Linked DNA regions of Gossypium hirsutum: region 1 is linked to region 2. A link is a contact called in public Hi-C data. All regions are on one chromosome and are shown on one strand. Each heading gives the region's core, a stretch centred on a gene start, on an enhancer-like site or on the middle of the called end of the contact. The rest is flanking DNA. Distances are from core to core; before and after follow the strand shown.

Evidence for each region. Hi-C and Micro-C count contacts between places; a contact is called where the count stands out from the background.
Region 1: a Hi-C map of leaf shows a contact between it and region 2, with 2.5 times the contacts expected there. The contact joins the promoter of LOC107896558 here to the promoter of LOC107916280 in region 2. A contact is called at or near these places in 2 of 34 Hi-C or Micro-C datasets (leaf and seedling).

What each region holds. Positions count from the first base shown.
Region 1 is chrA10:103,735,438-103,741,357 of Gossypium_hirsutum_v2.1, forward strand. It overlaps LOC107896558 (RING-H2 finger protein ATL72), which reads left to right and starts at 2,761. Exons shown (of 1, transcript XM_016821747.2): 1 at 2,761-4,363. The coding sequence starts at 3,508. The coding sequence ends at 4,137.
Region 2 is chrA10:103,600,893-103,606,169 of Gossypium_hirsutum_v2.1, forward strand. LOC107916280 (expansin-A8) reads right to left here and starts at 1,451. Exons shown (of 3, transcript XM_016845460.2): 1 at 1,113-1,451; 2 at 606-918; 3 at 1-515. The coding sequence starts at 1,257. The coding sequence ends at 212.

The DNA.
Region 1 (5,920 bases), core at 1,511-4,010, 140 kb after region 2:
TAGAGAAATGATATATGAGGGATGATTTGAGAAGTGATAGATGTATGGGATTTATAGGTGAAGGTAAGGGGTAGAGTTAGCTAAAAATAACATTTGAATTCCTTTTTTTTCTACCACACATGGCTGTCTATATTTCAAAGAGAAGGGGATGACTAAGTCTCCTCATTTTGAATACAAATCAAAGCTATTAATAGCCATAGGGTGGACGGTTTTGACAGTGAAGTAGTTGGGCTAATTTCTGATTATTTTCCAACTATAAGAACCTTCAATTAAATACCCCAAAGCTTGCTTTTGGGCTTCCATCTACTTGTGTCGAAACTGAGCTTAGTTCTCCCTTGTTGGATGATTTCTCAGTCCAATAATGTAGCAGACATGTCCATCTTTTAGCACCTCTTTTATTGGGTCAAATTATCAATCTCACGGCCCAAATTACATGGTCCTGTCATCCACATGAACTAATTTGTGCATGTCCATGTTTCATTCACATTAATCACATCTTCAATAGTCCTCCAACATAGTGAAAAATCACATATTAATAAATTAACATGAAATAATATAAAATATGTACAAAAAATTATGTAATTAAGCACAATTTCACATACTTTATAAATTCATACCCAATATTACTAATTAAGTAAAATTCACTTATTTTAATAACAGTAACTCAAGATTATCATATTTATTAAGTAAAAAGGTGGTAAAAATATGTAGAAAAACCCTATATAATTTCGAGTTTACACATTTATACTCACCCAATTCGACACTTGATTGAACAAAAACAAGAGAACAAATAAGGCAACTAAAAATTATTAGAACTTGAGGTATAATAATTAGCGGAACAAATAAGTAAAATCAAAGATCAAAGAAGATGGTGTCAAAAAGAAAACACAATGGCCAAAAAGAACCAGAATCTGAAATTGGAAAGGAAAAAAAATGAGAAGAGGGAGACTGATGAGAGAGAAAATGAGGGAAATGCGAGGGGGAATTAAGGAATCTCCTTTTCAAAAATAAAAAAAAATTAAAAAATATAACTAAATAAAATAAAATTTAACAAAACTTTAACCCATTAGATTTTCTTTAGAATTGAAAAAAAATTAAAATAATTTTCATTTGCACACACAGGGATTCAAACACAAGATCAAAGGGTAAGTTAACATCGTACCACTAAATTAGTAACCTCATTCTTGTCTCTCAAATACAAAGGAAAACATAAAAGTCTAACAGTAACCTCTGACTCACTTGCAACCCTTGATTCTTCTAACCCCATTTTCGGGATGTGACATTTTGCTTTAATACTAAAACCTTTATAATTTTAAGATGTCACTAATATAAAAATTTTAATATTTTTTTTTTCAAATAATGAAAAAAATCTCAGAATTAATTCGGAAATATCAACTACCTGCCTTCTGTGCTTCTTAAGTTTTTGTTGACATCGAATCATATGTTCAAACTTGATAATTTCTTCCCTTAATTTTTTTATAAAAAAAACTAAAAGTTAAAAGAAAAACTATAATAAAAATTAAGTATTTTAAATATATATATTTAGTTATATATTAACTTTGAGATAAATTCATTAATTTTTTATCTAAAATTAACTAATTACTATTATTTAGAAAAATTCTGATGGAAAAGAAATTGATTAAAATGTAAAAGTAAAAAAAAAAAACATCTCCAAAACTAAACTGAAATTTAAACATTTAACATTTATTTGTAAAAAAAAATTCTTAAAAGGAAAACAAAAAACAAAAGAGAAGATAAAAATAAAATATAATTATCATTAATAACATTTTGAGAACTAAGGCTCCTTTAAATGCAAAGACACCTTCTGTTCAATGAAATTCCAAGAGTAAAATGAACTTCCATTGAAACACCCCAAAGAGTTTGACGTGTTTGGCAGGACACCAGTGAAATATTTTAAATATACATTTTAATTTAACATTTTTAATAATTATTTTCTATTCTTCTCTCATTATCATAATTACGTTTAAATCTAAACATAAATTTCGTCGCGTATTTTACTCTCATTGTTACATTAATTAATTTCACTATTACAATTATTTTTAATCTCACCAAAACTAATTTTAACTCTCATCCAAAAGGAGTCTAAGAATCTAGGAACTTTAAATCCTATGTTCGAGTTATATACTGTGTAAATCACGGGTGATTTCTTAATTCATATTTATTCTAGTTTATGTCCTATTATATGTGGAGCCTTTTATGGATTCATTTTGGTTTAGGTCTACATGTATAGTAGTTATTAATTCAACTGTACTTTTAATTTTGATTATAATTATTGAGATGTATATTTGTATATGCAAATGCAATTGTATTTGTAACTTTTAAAAAAGTTTTATTTATTAATTGAAAAAATAAATTATATTAGAATATAACGTAATTTAATAATGTATATTTATGATTATTAAGTATAAAAAAATAAAAATAAATGGTAAAAATATTTAAAAAATAAAATAGTGTATTTTTAATCCAACCTTATAAGCGAATATATTTTAAATATGGGTTGGTATAGTTTTCCCAAAAGTAAAAATATTAGAGAAACAAATCTAATCAAATTCCAAGAAAATAAAGAATAACAATAATAATAATAAAATTCCTTAGCCACCTTTGTTTTCTTTCTAATTGTTTGCTTCTAAAGTCCAATCCAACTCTCGTGGCTGTCATTTGATCTCTCACTGTCAGTAGTAATACATTGGCATACGTTATCTTATTTATTTTTTAATTTAGTACTTAGCATCTCCTTCCATCTGTAAATATCTTATTTCGGCCCTGCTGATATTTTACTTTCTGAAATTCATGTTTATCACTAATTATTCAAGTTCCACCAAACAAAAAAAGAGGGTTAGAGCTGTAATAATCATCTCCTGCATAGAGCCCCTTCTCTATTGCTTTCAGGGTCCCATTTATATTTATGAGCTCCCCTCCATTCCAACTCCAACCAAATAATTTCCCGACTCTTGTCTGCTACAAATTGGTAACCAGTAGACCTTGGAAACCCCAAATTATTGTCCTCATAATCTCCATAATTATATCCTTCAACCCTGTCCTTGTAGCCGGTGATATGATGGGAGTAAAGGTTTTAAGCTTTTAACTGGTTTACATGGAATCTTTGTGGTGTGGGAAGCCATAGCTTCTATTTTTGCATTCTCACTCTCTGTTGTACTATGAAAGCCTTCCCTTTTCCTCCAATCACCAAAAGGAGATGCTTTTTAATGGTGTCTTTATCTTAGTTGGAAGTTGCTGACAGGCACATAACCCTAACTCTAAAGCCCCGTATCTCCCTTTAGTTAAAAAGCTGATCTACAAGAACCCAATGAAAGAAAGCATAAGCCCTCACTTTCTTTATATATCAGCTGCAGCTGCACCCATCTTTGCTTAGCCAAACCACGAGTTTCAAGCAAACAAGCCAAGGGATTTTAATTTTGTTTCATTCATCAGCAGCAAATGAGAGAGGTGAACTTTTAGTAACTCTTTTTATATAAGCTTTTGGGGATGATGCAAGCTAAAACAGCAATGGTGACCACTCTTTACCATCGACCGCACCGCCTTCTCCTCGATACGCAACCGAACGCATCGCCATCGCTACCGAATGGAAGCAGGACGCGCAACGCTTTCGCCAATGAAGCCAACTTTGACACCAACATGGTGATCATCCTAGCGGCTTTGCTTTGTGCATTGATATGTGCTCTAGGACTAAACTCCATTATGCGTTGCACTTTCCGTTGCGGCAGAAGGTTTGGTTTGGACGCCACGGAAGAGACCGCGGCGCGTTTGGCTGCCGCGACGGGCCTGAAGAAGAGCGCGTTGCGTCGGCTTCCGGTGGCCGTGTATGGTTCAGGGATGGATATGAAGGCTACTGAGTGTCCAATTTGCCTTGGAGAATTCATGGGTGGTGAAAAAGTTAGGGTGTTGCCAAAATGTAACCATGGTTTCCATGTAAGGTGTATAGATACATGGTTGCTGTCACACTCATCTTGCCCAACTTGCAGGCAGTCATTGTTGGATCAGGCAACTAGCAGCAGTGATGGTGCAGTGGAGATCGAAAACGGAATCCGACCACATGGAAATTCTTCAGGAGGACAACAAGCTGATGTACCAGTTCCTGCAGATGAGGTTGGTTGATACTGGTCTTAAAATAGTTCTCCAACCAGATGAGAGAAAAGGGGACCTTAGAGTAGTTTTTCTAATGTTTCTTTTGGCATTTTTAAAGTTAGGTTTGTTTATGCATATGCATAGAGAGAACTATTTGATACTTATATGAGGGTTTGCATACAAATTCATGTCCAGTTGTATGTGATTGTAATGAGTTTATTAGGAAATATAAAAAGATGAATCATGAACCAGAAAATGGAACAGAGGGACCTCCTTAATTTGAGTTTGGGCAGGGATTTTCTCCTTTCTAATATTAATTCCAGAGTTGGCCTATCAGACTAGATCATTTAGCATGAGTATTTGTGCTGAAATCCTATGTTACATAGGACTCAGGTGTGAATGTCAAATACATATATAAATATGTGTATGACACGAGTATGTTCAGTTTTTCTGCACAAAATATTTTTCTAAGTATTTGGAGGATCTCATATCTTTCTTTCTGTATATGCTTTAAACAAGTGTCCTTCACAAAAATGAAGATTATAAGTAACTTAGTTGCCAGCTGAACAATAATTAAAGTCTTACAGATGGAGAGCTTTGTTCATTGCAAAGCATCTAGGCACTTTGAAAGCAAGCCCTTGCTATCTAGAATGGTTCTTAGCCTAAATCCATATGACATTTGATTTGAAGTGCACTCATGATGATGAAATATATTTCTACATTTATCAGTTAGCATTAGTTCCAAAGTCATTTTCATTTTCCATTTTGCTCCATCAGTAACTTTCTTTATTAACAGTCCTCACTGGAATATTACTATATATATATATAAACAAAGGGATCTTTCAGTCCCTCAAACACTTCGTTTTCTTGCACTAAACCCAATTTGACACTTTTCACCTAATCTCCAACTAGACTATATGTATAGCTACTAGTGGTCTAGTGGTAATAACATATGTAATTTCGAGTTTCATTCAGCATGAGATCTAAGATTTGAATATTATATTAGAATTTAGTTCCTTAGTTATGTTTCACCGATTTTTTTTTATTGAAATATTCATATTCAACCCTAGTATCCGATATCCTCCAAATACATAAAAAAGAAAAAAATACATTGAAAAGCTTGTGTCGAACACATATCAAACATAAACACCCAAATTGAAGTAACATAGGAGTTGGTATGATTTCTCAAGCACTTAGAAAGCACAACAGAGAAGTGTAAAGGGGCAGTTCACTTATGATAATGTTAGGCATATGGAAAACACGGAATCAACCATTTCTGCTCATGGAATGGAATCTTAATACTTGAAAACTCATCTTTTCTTTTACCTCAGTTTCGGCCAGTGGGCCTTCAGTGCCACACCCTTCATTGGTGAACCACGTGACTCTCAACTCAACATTATCTTAGTATTGAAGGAAACCCCTGTATGCAACGATGAGGACATTTTCATGAGCATCTTTCATATAAATTGGACCACCCTCTTCCTTTCTCTTTCATTGATTCCAGGGATTGCAGATGGAAGCTTAGCTTTGGCGTTTGTTTTACGTATTTATGCCCACAAACACATTGATCACCAGCATTTTAGCATTAGTGACAATTCCATACAAGGGACAAAAGGGCTAACTGTGTGGTACAATTTTTTTTTTTTTGTCAAGGAAGCACTTCATTGAAGTAAGAAAGCAACCCAAAGGGATTGAAATTGACATGGAATTATGCTTAATTGGAGGATTATTACAAATTGATTAGTGGCTTTAATCCTGTAATAAGTTCAAATACCTCCATTTTAAATAGTTGCCTAAAAACTGTTTCCATCCA
Region 2 (5,277 bases), core at 201-2,700:
AAACCCAAAGCGATGGAACACCCATCCATCTCTGCTTACTAAAAACTGCATTATATAAGGCCTAGCGGGTGCCAATAAAACACCTCAGCAATATACAGCCACAATGGGACTGAGCCTCTCCTACTCTAAGTCTCCCTCTTATACCTTCCCCTGTCTCAAACACTGGCTATTACATACACATCTTCCAATTCGGGACCCTTTGCCTTAAACTCTAGAACTGGCCACCTTCGAATGTTTGTCCGAACTGCCAGTTTGCTGGAGCCACATTGTAGCTTGTCACAGTCCGGCCGTCACTTGTGGTGACTTGGAACGACAAACTTTGGCCGTTGAGGTAGGAGTTGCTCTGCCAGTTTTGGCCCCAATTTCTGGACATTGATTGCCATCCTGTTTTAGAGCCTTTGATTGAGACTGCATGGACATCTCCAGCACCACCAACATTTGAGATGGGGACCAAGTTGAAGTAAGAGTGACCATTGATAGTAAACCTGATTCCTCCTTTCTTCATGCAGGGGACTCTGTTTAGACCAAAATATATTTTGTTACTAAGATGAGCTTAAATCATTAATGTAGTACATATAATTACTCGAGGGTGTTGTAAATATTACCTTCTGAATGAAATGGGAACGATTCCAGCACGGTATTGAGCAATCTGCAAGAAAGCAGGCTCAGCCAAGTCGAAATGCTGGAGAGGGGGATTGCACCAACCTCCATTGTCGTTGGACAATGCTAAGTTAGGGGGGCAGAAGTTGGTTGCAGTGACGGTAACGGACCCGGGCAGGCACCATTTGGGGTCATTGTCACACCTCATTTCATAACAAGAACCGCAGCTCAAACCATTGTTGAACAAGGCAGTGCTAAGTGCTGCAGTGTTAGTCCCATAGCCTTGGCTATACAGGTTACCATATCCACAAGCACCTCCTGAAATAGCACCAACGGATATAAGAAACTAAGTTTAAAAGTAGAAAAGACCATTTAAAGCTACTAATTAAGGTACTCAAAAGTGCTTGAAACAATTTTGAACTTTTTCATTACCCCACACTTTATAAGTTTGTTCCCCCCCCCCTTTTTCTTCTTCCATAAATTCCTTTTGTTAAAAATGCCCTCAAACTTACCCATTGTGCCAGATGCATCACCCCCACCATAGAATGTGGCATGGCCACCTTGCCATCCTCCCCCATAGTCACCAAAGGTGCCTTGCAGGAAAAAACTGAAGACAAACAGCAGAAGAGACGTTGCAGTTAATGGTGCTATCGCCATAGTATTAGTTGAAGTGAGTTGTGAGGAAGAGAGGAAGAAAAGAAACAAAGAGAAAAAAGGGGTAATTAAAAGGTTGGTTGCCTTGATGGTTGTGACATAGGGATTGGGGGAGAAAGGGTTTATATAGGGAAAAACACTACAAAGGAACAGAGATTTGTATAATTTCAGGTCAGATGATCTGCAAAGGATCAAAATATGCACATGCAAATGTTCCAGTCGAGTTCCATAAGGATAGACTACCGACCGCTAGGCCTATGGTCCCACTTGCACATGCATTTATTAATACTTCAGTTCACTTCCCCCTTGACCTTTATTCCTCGTCTTTGTTTATCTTTGCTAAGATCATCTCCTTTTTGTTTTCTTCTATAGCTTGCATACACCCACGTCTAGTTTTATGGATTTTTGTCCTTAAATTGCCTGAAATCCCGCCAATCCTTTCAAGAAATCTTTTTATTCCCTTTGATTGGGGACTTTGGTCTTTTTCTTTTTTTTTCTTCTTTTCCTTCTTTTTTTCTGGTCTAAAGATTTTGTTTAAGACTTGAATCAATCTCAGTCGTTTTATACCCTTTTATGTTTTAGAAAACTTGTAAAAATGATCATTCAATTCAGATTGGCGTAAATGAAAAATCAATAACAAGGACACCATGTCTAGCCTAGAGGACATCACATGTGAATGTCCTTTTTGACTTGCTTGTTGGTAGAAAAGAAATTTTGAAAAAAAAAAACAAAGAATTGAAGAGTGGAGAAATATTTTTTTTTTAAATAATTTTTTCCTTCTTTCCATGTGCCAAGAGTCCCAACATTGATGAAATTTAGTTAGCTTAGGCCAGAGAGAGAGAGGGGGATTTCTCTACCTCATAGGGTGACGGAAATGCAAGAGATACTATTCATAGTTTATCTCATAGGGTGAGGTGATTGAGGTGATTGAGTTGAGTAGGGGTGAGCAAAATTCGATTCAATTCGAAAAAATCGGAAAAAATTTGAATTTCGAGTTAAACGAATCGAGTTATTCGAGTTAATCGAGTCAACTCGAATTTTTTTCGAATTTCGAGTTCGAATCGAGTTGAGTTTTCGAATTCGAATAACTCGAATAATTCGAATAATTCGAATAATTCGAATAATTAGAATATCAAACTATAATATTTTATATTTTTACTCCAAACTCCCAAACATTTTTATTTTTCCCTTAAAACTTTTACTCCTTCCCACTTTCCCCCAAAAACTTTTACTCCCTTTCCATCCCAACTCCCGTGTCTACTCAAAATCCATTTCCCATTAAAATTTTACTCTCCAATTTACTTTTTCTCAAAATTTTATTCCCAAAAACCCTCAAAACTTTTTATTTTCCCCCATAATTTTTACTCCCTCCCACTTTCCTCTTAAAATTTTTACTTCCTTTCAATCTCACCTCCCATCTATCCCAAATCCACCCCCCAATTTTTTTAATATTTTTCCTCTAAAATTTTACTCCCCCTATTTACTTTCCCTCAAAACTTTTATCCCCCAAAACTTTTTATTTTCCCCTAAATTTTTACTTTTCACCCTTTACTCTCAAATAAAAAATTAAAATTATCTAAAAAAATCACTAAACATAAATAGTAATAATTTTATTTATATCTACTATTTATATTATTAAATTAAATTTCACATTTTATATTATTTATATTATTGAATTGTTTAGTCATATTGAATATTTATATTAAAACTGAATCATTAATTATGCCATTAAATATTCATATTAAAATTTTATATTTGTAACAGCCAAATTTTTCAGTGGTGTCGGAAACAGTGATTCGAGATCACTAAATCCGATGAGTAAGTTTAGAAATTTTAACAAATAATAATTATAGGCCAAGCGCGAACTTAAAAGAATTATTTTTAATTAGTAAATTTTGCGATTTTAAAAGAATTAATCAGGTAAATTTGGTTGAAAACGAGGTATCGAGACCTCGAATTTATAAACCGAGCCATAAATATTTTTATAAATATTTATGGAGTGTTATTAAGTTAGTATTAAAGTTTCGTTAAAAAATTTTAACGTTTGGTTAGTCAATTAATTAAAAAAAACTAAATTGAAAATAGTGCAAAATTTATTAAATTGTGATTAAGTAGTTTAAGTGATTAAAAAGGAGAGATTTAAAAGGCAATTGGACCCAAATTGTATGGGCTGGACGGTTGGGCAAGAAAATCAGCAAAAAAGACAAGGAGAAACAAGGGCAAAATGGGAAATTTTGCAAATTAAACATATAAAACAAGATAAATTTGAAAAATCTAGAGATATCATCATTTTTCTTCAGCAAAAATGCCATGGGAGGTCTGAAAGCTGCTGGTTTTTCATACTTTGACATATGTGAGTTCAATTCTTACCCTTTTCTTTGAGATTTTTATGTTTTGTGACTTTTACAATTAGGTCCAAGTGTTTAATTCATTAGTTTTTGATTTTATGAACAAAATTAAAAGCTATCATTGATAAGTGTTAGCTGTTTATGATGAAATAAAATGAATTTGAAGCTTTGATTTTGTTGTTTGATGATTTTATCAAGTAATTTCAATAGAAATTGATTTTAGGACCTAATTGTGAAAAAATTGTGAATTAAGGTTTAGTGTTAAAATTCTGATTTTTAAAGATTGTGTAATAGTTTAGAATGATGGAATAAAATGTTAATTGAGAAAAGTTAGCTTAATAGATGGGCTAATTGAGGAAGGACTGAATTGTATGACCTTTGAAATTTAAAGGAAAAATGGTAATAAACATCTTGAACTAAAACAATATTGGACAGCAGAAGTAGACTAACTTTAAAAAATCACCATAAATTGTAGAAATCGAATTATAAGATGAATAAAATATGAAATTAAAGCTTATTGAGTCTAGTTTTTCATAGAAGAAACGGTGTAAGCAATGAATTTGTAAATTATGAGATATAATAAATTTTGTGAGATAATGTTAGAATGAATTTGGGTTCCCCTGTTTTGACTTTGGAAAATCACCAAAAATTGGAGAAAATTAATTAGAGTCTCAAATTTATATGCTTAGAATCCTAAAAAGAGTCCATTTTCAATAGAAATCAATGGGAACATTATCCGAGTTTTGTACTGTGATATAATTAATTTTTAGTGAAGAGAGGTCAGAACTGTTGGATAGTGAAACAGGGGAAACTTAAATGAATAAACTGTACTAATTTGCTAAACCAAAAATTCTTAAAATTTTATGGTGGAATGATATGTGAGTCTAGTTTTAGGGAAAATTTACGGATCTTAATTTTGAGCTCTGTAGCTCGAATTATAAATAATTGAGTGACTATGACTCGTGTGAATAGATTGATGTGAGCATTAATAATTAAATTGTGAAATCGTACTTAAAAGAATGTTATATACATTAAGGATGTGGAATGGGGATGAGGAGGAGGAAAAATATATATGAATATTTAGTTAGCATGGCTAATTTGCATGTTTTAAGCTCATGGACTAAATTGAATAAAAGTAAAAATTTAGGGGGCAATTTTGTAAAAATATCAAAATTGACTAAATTGAAGGGAATAAATTGTTTTATTATCTAAATTAATAAATTGAATGAAATTATCAATTTAAGATTGGGTGAAATTTGGGAAAATGGTAAATTACCAATATGCCCCTAAATCTTGGTATTTCTGCAATTTAGTCAGGTAGGTTCGGATACGCAAAATGAGCATGTAAATATGAAAATTTAAGTATTGTATCGTATTTTATATGATATTTTGAATTGAATATATGAAAAGGATGTTACATGAAACATGAAAATGAATACTAAATAATATAAATTAATTGAAATTATTCTGAAAATTTCGGTAATGCCTCGTATCCTATCCCGGTCTCAGGTACGGGTATAGGGTATTACAATATTGGTATCAATTTCACATTTTATCTTTAAAATAATTTTTATTAAAAAATCACATTTTTACATTTAATATATTTTTTAATTCGAAAATACATAGTGACAAGAATCAGAAGATACTTGAAACAACTAAGCAAACAAAGAAGCTA